Regions from separate parts of the Mus musculus genome. Here all the other regions are linked to region 1. The links are chromatin contacts, called in public Hi-C and HiChIP or PLAC-seq maps. All regions are on one chromosome and are shown on one strand. Each heading gives the region's core, a stretch centred on a gene start, on an enhancer-like site or on the middle of the called end of the contact. The rest is flanking DNA. Distances are from core to core; before and after follow the strand shown. Region 1 has its middle 9.9 kb from the start of Gm35457. Region 2 overlaps Gm19696 (predicted gene, 19696). Region 3 overlaps Thada (thyroid adenoma associated).

Evidence for each region. Hi-C and Micro-C count contacts between places; a contact is called where the count stands out from the background. HiChIP or PLAC-seq counts read pairs in DNA pulled down with a chosen protein or histone mark.
Region 2: an H3K27ac HiChIP or PLAC-seq map of the HPC-7 cell line shows a contact between it and region 1, with 14 times the contacts expected there. The contact joins two enhancer-like sites. A contact is called at or near these places in 1 of 15 datasets of contacts at CTCF or cohesin (the NIH/3T3 cell line), 5 of 484 Hi-C or Micro-C datasets (the G1E-ER4 cell line, the HPC-7 cell line, embryonic fibroblasts and 1 more), 11 of 115 datasets of contacts at active chromatin or transcription factors (the HPC-7 cell line, double positive thymocytes, embryonic fibroblasts and 8 more) and 1 of 9 other capture datasets (embryonic stem cells).
Region 3: a contact with region 1 is called in a Hi-C map of embryonic fibroblasts, with 15 read pairs. The contact joins two enhancer-like sites. A contact is called at or near these places in 7 of 484 Hi-C or Micro-C datasets (the C10 cell line, T follicular helper cells, bone marrow-derived macrophages and 3 more), 2 of 115 datasets of contacts at active chromatin or transcription factors (the HPC-7 cell line and embryonic stem cells) and 1 of 9 other capture datasets (embryonic stem cells).

The regions. Positions count from the first base shown.
Region 1 is chr17:83,972,549-83,975,265 of GRCm38.p6, reverse strand. No RefSeq gene overlaps it. Among named protein-coding and RNA genes, the nearest start is that of Gm35457, 9.9 kb to the right of the region's middle. Within about 2 kb of position 1,400, at least 134 of the 459 cell types and tissues checked have an H3K27ac peak or open chromatin away from gene starts, as enhancers often do. A contact at or near this core is called in the G1E-ER4 cell line, the HPC-7 cell line, embryonic fibroblasts and 3 more, where this site is marked.
Region 2 is chr17:84,147,684-84,150,383 of GRCm38.p6, reverse strand. The region is part of intron 1 of Gm19696 (predicted gene, 19696); the gene reads left to right. Among named protein-coding and RNA genes, the nearest start is that of Gm19696, 7.4 kb to the left of the region's middle. Within about 2 kb of position 1,358, at least 216 of the 459 cell types and tissues checked have an H3K27ac peak or open chromatin away from gene starts, as enhancers often do. A contact at or near this core is called in the G1E-ER4 cell line, the HPC-7 cell line, embryonic fibroblasts and 3 more, where this site is marked.
Region 3 is chr17:84,214,546-84,217,679 of GRCm38.p6, reverse strand. The region is part of intron 36 of Thada (thyroid adenoma associated); the gene reads left to right. Gm36279 (a long non-coding RNA gene) reads right to left here. Exons shown (of 4, transcript XR_385852.4): 4 at 1-1,683. Among named protein-coding and RNA genes, the nearest start is that of Gm36279, 24 kb to the right of the region's middle. Within about 2 kb of position 1,744, at least 56 of the 459 cell types and tissues checked have an H3K27ac peak or open chromatin away from gene starts, as enhancers often do. A contact at or near this core is called in embryonic fibroblasts, where this site is marked.

The DNA.
Region 1 (2,717 bases), core at 151-2,650:
AAGCAAATAGCTTCACAAAAGAGAAGGTCTCTAATAACAAGCGCTCTGGGCAGGGAAAGTGGCTACACACACACACACACACACACTGCTTCCATCCTCACAGTGCTCCATCTGCCAGTGTTTCAATGTTCTCTCCCCGATGTGACATTTACTGAAATGTAGCTACTGCTGGGAAGGGACAGGAAGCAGGACCTTTAAGATGTGAACAGGTCAAGATCCCTATTGTTATGAGTGGATTAATGCCATTGTTGAGAGAGTAGATAGACTAGTTCCCTCTGAAATGGATTTGTTATAAAATAAAAGTTTGTTCTGTCTCTCTCCCTCTGTCTCTGCCATATTCATTCATTCATATATATATATATATATATCCCAACAATGCTATGATGTAGCAAGAAGGTCTCTTGGATACCTCAGTGTCAGTCTCCTGAATTGTGAGAAGTAACTCTCCTTTCATGATAAACCACCCGCCTGCGGCATTCTGTTACAGACTAAGACAGTCACTCATTCTCCTCTAAGGTTATCGTCGGGCACCAGCTACCCTCTGTTTTGGGACTTCCTTGTTTGCTAGAACTCCTGAGATCCATACCTTCTCAAGTTTCATAGATAATGGGCAGGGTGGAGGTGGGGTTGATATACATCCTGAACAATATTTTACTCTCAGGACCTCAATAACTACACACAATAACTAAAGGTTGGTCACAAAACGTGCCTAGAAAGGAAAGCAGGCAGGATTTGAGCCTGTGGATCTGCCGCATTGAGGGGACGTAGTCCCAGGACCGAATGGGACATCAGGACAGGACAGGTGAGACAAAGCGCCCTCCAAATTTCGATTTCTCGTTTTGGACAGTGTCTGTTCCTCTCTGACTGTGAGTCTTCCTCATCCGACACGTGTAATTGTGACGGTTCTTCGACTGTAACTCCTTGGTTTGGGATTCACCAAGGAAAACAAACCTCCGCTTGCCTGTGAGGGTTTATCTAGATTAGGCTGACTAGGTGGGAAGGTCCACCCTAGAGTGGGTGGTACCATGTCATGGACTGAGGTCAAACATTGAACGGAAAGGAGCCTGCAAGGTGAGCTGCAGCAGCATCTGCTGTCTCTTTGCTTCCTGACTGTGGATGCGGTGAGATCAGCCACCTCAGACTCCTGCCGCCAGGCTTCCCTGACACACTCTGACGGTACCCTCAGGCTACGTACGAACCAGAGTAGACCCCTTTTCCTTAAGTTCCTTTTCTGAGGCATTTTATCACAGCAGCAAGACAAGTACAGAATAGAGTAACAAACCCACACTCCAGTAAGCCCCATCCCTGCAGACGACCCGTCCCTTCCTCTCCAGCCTCTGCAGCAGCCCCACCCCTCCTTCAATGCCGCTCGTCTCATCTCTGCCTTCGGATTTAACTCCACACTCTCAGCTTTCTCCCCTAGGCTCTGTTCTCTCTTTCACCACACCACACACCAGATGTGTTTCTCTTTTACTCGCTGTCTTCCTGCTTGAGGAGGAAGCTCCCAGAGGGCAGTTCTTTCCTGCATTGAATATTGTATCCCAAGGATCTAGAAATGTCTCCAGCACATTGTAAACACTCAATAAATACTCGTGGGACGAATGAACGAATGAATGCATTTCAGAACATCTCCTGGCAAGCCATCTTGGATTCAGGACGGAGTAGCACTGCCACCTGTTGCCAGAGTTTTGTATTGTGAATACAAACTCAGGGTGAGCAGGAAGAGGCTCACCCTCAGGGGGTCAGCCCTGTCACTTGAATCCTATTCCATGTTCCAAATGCCACCACCCGACTGTAGCCATCTCAAAGACCTATAGCCTGTGACTTTTGCCTGTTTTATGCCCCTAGTCTGCCAACACCTGGTGACACCTGGCCAACCATTCTAGGAGTTTGCTCTGATGTGTCTAACATCAACCATGCACAGGAAATATTTCCTAACCAGAAAAGGGAATCATAAAAAAGAGCTCAATCCTGAGAAAGGATGAAAGAGAGAACATGAGCTGTAGGACCACATGGGATGTGGGGCCATGTGGGATGGGGGACCATGTGAGATGTAGGACCACATGGGATGTGGGGTCACGTAGGAAAGGAGACCACGTGGGATGGGGGGCCATGTGTGGGATGGGGGACCACGTGGGATGGAAAACCAATGAGAAAGCCTGAGGGACTAGCCTAGTTCCAGCTCGACTTTGAGTCTGCTTTGGTCTCTCCTCTATAAGAAGATGGCCTTGGGCTACATGGGCTTCAGCCCTGACTTCCCTAACAGAAAGGACAGGAAGTCCATGGCATCTTCAGGTTCTGCAGTCAAGTTGCTTGGGTGCCCGTGTCCTAGTTGAGGGTCTCTTCACTGTTGGTTGTGGGGACCTCTTGACAGCTGGTCTTTTAATTGCAGTTTCCTCTCAAAGCCTTACCCCTGCTTGAGCTCAGCCTTCATGGCCTGGCTCAGGGGCCCCAGTACCATGACAACCAGGATCCTCCCCATCCTACACACACATACACGTACACACACTTTGTGTTTGGTCTGCTTCTTTTAACTACCTAAGGGTTGATCTAAGCTGACCTCTGACTTTCTTTGGGTCTCTGTAGTCTGTCTATGCCAGCAAGGAACGACTGTCCCGCCCCTCTGTTCAGGTTGGGTACCCTCTCCTTCTGGCCTCTGCCCAAGCTCTGCTCAGCCCAGATTTGTGTCCATTGATCCTAGACCGCATGTGATTTAG
Region 2 (2,700 bases), core at 109-2,608, 180 kb before region 1:
CAGCTGTGTCTGGGGTGCCTTCTTTGTCCTAACGCTCAAAGCAAGGATTCTTCTCTTAATACGGACATGGAAGTGGGGGCTCAGAGATGGGCGCTAACTTGCCAGAACCATCCAGCCCAATTCAGATTGACAACTCCAGCCGGAGAAATCACATAGGAATCCCACTCATTTTTTTTCCTTTGCTTTTCTGGTGATCCTAGGGATTGGACCACGGGGGTGGGGGTGGGGGTGGGGGTGGGGGGCCTTAGCCATGCCAGGCCTGCACACCTCTGCTGAGGTGAATCTCCAGCAATTTTGATCACCGATTCAGATGAGCACACAGTGAGCCTAGACTCGCTGTTAGGGTGGAGTGGGGGCCGCAACTGGGCTCCCCTCCCCCACCACGGGGCCATCTCCATGGGCCCATCATTTTTGAAATTTCAAAAAGCCCTGGATGGAAACCTTTGGGTTGGGTCTCTTCAGCAGTGGCCCAGGTGGGCAGGTTATCAGCTGGAGCTGGCGCCTAGCTCCCCAGAGGACTGCCCAGCACAGCTTCCATGAGAAAAGGGGTTTAGGGGCTGGGGTAGATCCTGCTGGGAACCGTCAATGCTCTCACTGAGGGGTGCTGAGGGAAGGAGCTGGGCCTGCTGAGACCTGGGGGAGCCCCTCACCCTCACCCCACCCCCACAGCCGAATATCCCCTCTGATCCTGGCCTGGGGTTCTGGGTGTGTTTTACTTAACACTAGCTCCCCACAGACCGTTCTTTTCTTCCTCCAACGGTAACATACTTACATATAGCTTTTTAAAAAAAAAAAAATAAGTAGGATTAAAACTGGGGGTGGTGATGTAATTCTGTAATCCCAGCACCCTGGGAGGTGGAACCAGGAGGATTAGGAAGTCAAGGCCATGGGCTACAGGAGACCTCAGTATAAAAGGATGTAGCCCCGGGTGCAGAACACAAGGCTTAATCTGAACACACATGCTCACATGCACCCTGCACATGCAAAGGGATAAAGGTGAAGTCATTGGTTCACTAAACACCTCTAAGATGTAGGGTGATTATCCCAACATTTTACAGATGGGGAGCCTAGGTCTTGCTTGGTCACCATGCCCCACCCCACCCCCAATCTTTGAGAAGCCTGAGCCTGGTTAGATGATGACTGTTCCCAGGACGCTACCTTGCCCGCTCCCCTCTCTTCTCAAGCTTGTGCAGGGCTTGGCCCCTTGAGGGAACAAGCGACTGCCCTCCAGAAGTGGGTGCAGGCAGAGAGAACTCAGTTGCTTCTGGGCCTGGCAGGCCAGGATGTCATCCAGCAGGCTCTGGAGCTGTTCATTAAGAAGGAACGGGGCCTGGCAGGCCTGCTGTTTGAGGGAAACAATGAGTCAGCCCTGGAAGGAGAAGGGGGTGTGAGTCAGCTTGAGCAGGGAGGGGGAGTGGTACCCAGCAACCCTGGCCTCCAGCTTTTCCCAAGCTAGCTTGGCCTATCGCCTCGCTTGTCCTGCTCTGCCCCCACTGCCCACCCCACAACCCTTGGTCTTCAGGAGGTTCAACCAATTTCCTTTTTCTGTTATTTGGCTGTGATAGGAAAAGTATTGAAAAATAGAAAGTGCCCTAGAGAGGAAAACACTGAAACCTGAAACCCTGTGGCTGGTGAGTGCCAACACCGCAGTTGGAGGTGGGTGGCTAGCCAGGATTCATCCCGGGCCCCAGTCCCAGGCCCTGCTGGGTGATGCCTTGAGCCCCTTTAGTTGAGGTGGGACTTGAGTAGGGCTGTGGGTGACAGCTGTAGACCACTTAGAGAAGGACAGGTCCTGCAGGAGGGTCACTGGCCCCGGCCCCTAATGGGAAGCTGACTTCCTGTTTATATTTATTTAATTCGTGTATTTGTTTACTTATTACTTGGTGCTGGGGATGGAATGTAGGATCTCATGCAAGCCAGACACCCATCCCCCAAGACTTCTTAAAAAGATTTCCAAGCTGGGTGGATGGGGGTGCTCTTTTAATTCTAGTATTTGGCAAGGCAGAGGCAGGTGTAAGTTTGAGGCCAGGCTGGTTTTCAAACCCATGTCTCAAACAACCACAACCACAATAATAATATAAATAATATAGTTTATATACTAAATAATAATTAATAATGATTAATTCTGTTGTCAAGCCCCCATGCTTTTTCATGTAGTCCCAGGGTCTCCATCAGAGCCACGTGAAGACATAGCACAAATGCCTCAATGTGGATACTCCAGGCGAATCTTTTAGACAATAGCAGGTGCCACAAGCCACCCCAGTGGTGCCCTGCCCTGCACCTCCCATAGGCCAGCCACTTCTTCCCAGTTACCCAGGAGAGAATGTTCTTTCAGCTACAGCAGGGCAGAGGGAATTGACTAAGTTACAGAGCACATTGATTCGTTCATGCAGAGCTTCCTGGGGTGCCACTGAGTCAGACTCGGAGATGGGGCCGTTGGGGAGGCCCAGGACCCGGAGAGCCAGCTGTGAGAACAGATAACAATAGAGCCCCAACCTGACAGAGCCTTATCTGCACTTTGTACAGAGAGGTCCCCGGGGGGCCTGAGGGTCAGGAGGTTTTCTAGACAGAGCTGGGTCTTAGCTAGGCTTGGGCTCTCTGGGAGGCCAAGGCAGGAAGATTCAAGAGGAGCTTGAGAAACTTAGACCCTGTCTAAGACCATGAAAGCCAGACATGGTGGGTGGTGCACACCTCTAATCC
Region 3 (3,134 bases), core at 495-2,994, 240 kb before region 1:
AAAGGCAGAGAACAGGAGGTGAGAATCCAAAGCTGACCTCGACACTGCCTTCTCTTCTCCTTTGATCTTGCCCCCCACACACACACACACCTCTAGCAGGAGTACCCACAGTACCAGAGTGTAGGGCATGTGTGGACAGGGATTCCAGCTTCAAGCATGAAACAAACCACTAGTGTCTGCAGCATGGAGACCACGTTTGTAGTTGCTTAAACAAGTCAGTAGCTTTTCTCCCTAACTCAGAATACCCAGCAGGCTTGTGTGGTGGCCCTGTCATCAAGGGACCCACACCTTATTTCCCACTGCTCTACATTTGCAGTTGTACTGTCCCTCTTGTCTTCTAAGACGGTAGGTCCAGCCTCACTCCCATGTGCACTGTCTAGTGACAGGAGGAAGGGAAGGCCACTGTAGGTGCTGCATCTCCTTCAACATCAACCTTAGCAGCCAGGAGCTGCTCGTGGTCTGCAGCTCTCACAAGAGGCCCAGGACTGTTGATTTGAGCCAAGTAGCAACATGCTCAGCTAAGACGTTCCCCGTCTACATGGTAGGGGATGGGCATGGAAGAGAGATGCATACTTCCCACTTCCATCCTCTAGTTCTGACATGCTCTAATACTGCAGAGGGCTAGCTGCATTCACACTGGCAGCTGGGGGCTCACATTTGAATGGTACTGAGCCCCTGGCCTTGGTTATTTAGAACCCTGCTCATCATTCCCAGACAGATTTTACCTCGCTTGCATCCATGTTGCTTTTATCATCGCAACTCACAGAGCCAAGTATACGAGAAAAGATGGATGAATTGTCTCTGTCCTCATAAATGAGAATATGGGCCAGATGGTAGTGACACACACATTTAATCCCAGTACTTGAGAGGCAGAGGCAGGTGGATATCTGTGAGTTTGAGGCCAGCTTGGTTTATAGAGCGAGTTCTAGGATAGCCAGGGCTACACAGAAATCCTGTCTCAAAATTAAAAAAATAAAATAAAATCAAGTGAATGTGGATCCGTGTGACATTTTAGCCCCATCCATTGCCTGAAATGTAAAGGCTTACTTAGAAGACAAGCACACACACCTTGCAATTACAATCACCATATCGTTAGAAGTGATGGGAAGAGAAGTGACTGGGTGACAGCACCTAGTAGAGGCTAAAGAATAAAGACATGCAGGAGGGATATGGCAGAGTGACACTGTGGAAAGACCCAAGAATGGGTAGAGTCCCAGGTCCTTTTAGAGTCACCCTGCCTATACCTACTTCATGTCTGTGGGAGTGTTGTCATGGCCTGTGCTAAGTCAGCCCATTAGTCTTAGGTTCCTAAGGCCTAGCCAGCTCCTTGGACCTCCTTTTCCACATGGCCTTTTGGACATCAGAACTCAGACGACTTTGGTCACACCCACCTTCTTCAGTTCTGGTGTTTGTTGGTCAGGAGTCTCATCGGCTCACCCACACCAGAAGCTTTTTAAGGATAGAGATTTTCAGGATAGAGAATATCTTGCATCAGCAAGGTAGCTGACAGGTTAGCACCTAGAGTGGCTTGCATCAGACTGTGACCTGGTTTCTGTAGCTCTCTTTGGTTGTGGAAAGGCAGGTGGATCTGGACCTCAGGGTGGTGGGCTTTCCTGTGCAGCCTCCCTTGTGAGCCATAATGAGCCTTGCAGGCTTAGGTCAGGTCACACTGGTACTTCAGTCCTGTCAGACCAGAAAGTAAGAGTCCTCAGTGTTATAAGCCTTTGCCACTAGGCCACCATGATGTAATTCCTCTGACCTCTCCAGCCAGGGAAATGATGGGGAGGCCTGTTTGATAGTCCACACTCTACTTTATACTTACAAAATGCACATAGAAATCATTGGCTCTGCACTCCCAGGGCTCAGGATGTGTCATGTGCAGTGTCGCCCTTAGGCTCTGCCTCTAGCCCTTCCTCGCCCTTCAGGAGTTATAAGTAAGAGACTGAGCCAAACATAAGTAGGCTTCTGGCCAAAAATTGGATTTGACTGAGAAACTAGCAGGAATATTTTTCTGGTGGCTCATCTCCTTCCTGTCTACCCTACCTACCAACCTAGAAGAGATCTAGGAATCCCCTGACCTTCCACCGTGGCTACAAGCAGTCCCAGCTTTCTTTAACAGGCCTGTCCATAAATCTCCCTTGTTTCTCATCTTTGAAGAAGCCGCTCTGTCAGGGAGTTCTTACTCAAGTGTGAGGGGAGGGAAAGGCCACTAGTTTCAGACTGCAAGTTCTTTTCACTCCATTTCACAATATCCATTTCCCAGAAACCACAGGTTTTTGTTTTGGGTTTGTTTGGTTTTTTTTTTTAAATGAGTACCCAGTAGGCAGGATGCCCAACGCACAGCCTGCTAGATTCAAGGCCAACCACCTGGAGAGAAAAGGAGTCGGTCACAGGGTTTGCCTGTGGTGGGGCTGCCTCTCACCACGGAAAATAGGGACTTAAACTCCCACTATTTGTAGTTTGCAGTGGTGGACTTAGTGGGTTGGGAGGCTTGAAGAGACAAGAATGATATTTGAAATTCAAGGCTTAGTTTAGGATATAACGTTCTGGTGAGCATCTTAGTTCCCTGCTAAGTCAACTACAGGAAAGATGAAAGGAGGCTAAAATGGAGCAGGTAAAAAGAGAAAGGAAGCCGAGAGACTCAGCTAAAGAATGGTCTTCATGATTTCTCTGTTTCTGTCAGTCTCCCCCCTGACCCCCAACCCTGACCCCCTGCCTCCAAACAGGTCCTTCTTTGTATTTCTAACTGTCTTAGAACCTGTGATGAGACCAGGCTGGCCTTGAACTCACAGACATCTGACTACCTCTGCCTCCCAAGTACTGGGATTAAAGGCGTGCACCACCATGGCCAGCCAGTCTTTCTGTCTCTTGAGGGGTTTGTGCATGTGATGACTAGAGTTTGATATTGACTGTCTTCCTCAATCATGCCCCACCTTATTTAAATAAAGATCCCAAATCAGTTATACTGGCTCACCTCAAGAAATCTCTTATCGTGTCTCCCAGCTCTGGGATTTCAGGTAAATGGCACTGTACCCAGATTTTTACCTGGGTCCCAGGGAGCCAGGCTATGTTCTCATGCTTGCATGTAGCACTTTACCAGTTGAACAGTATTCCCAGAGCCCACATGCTGGCTT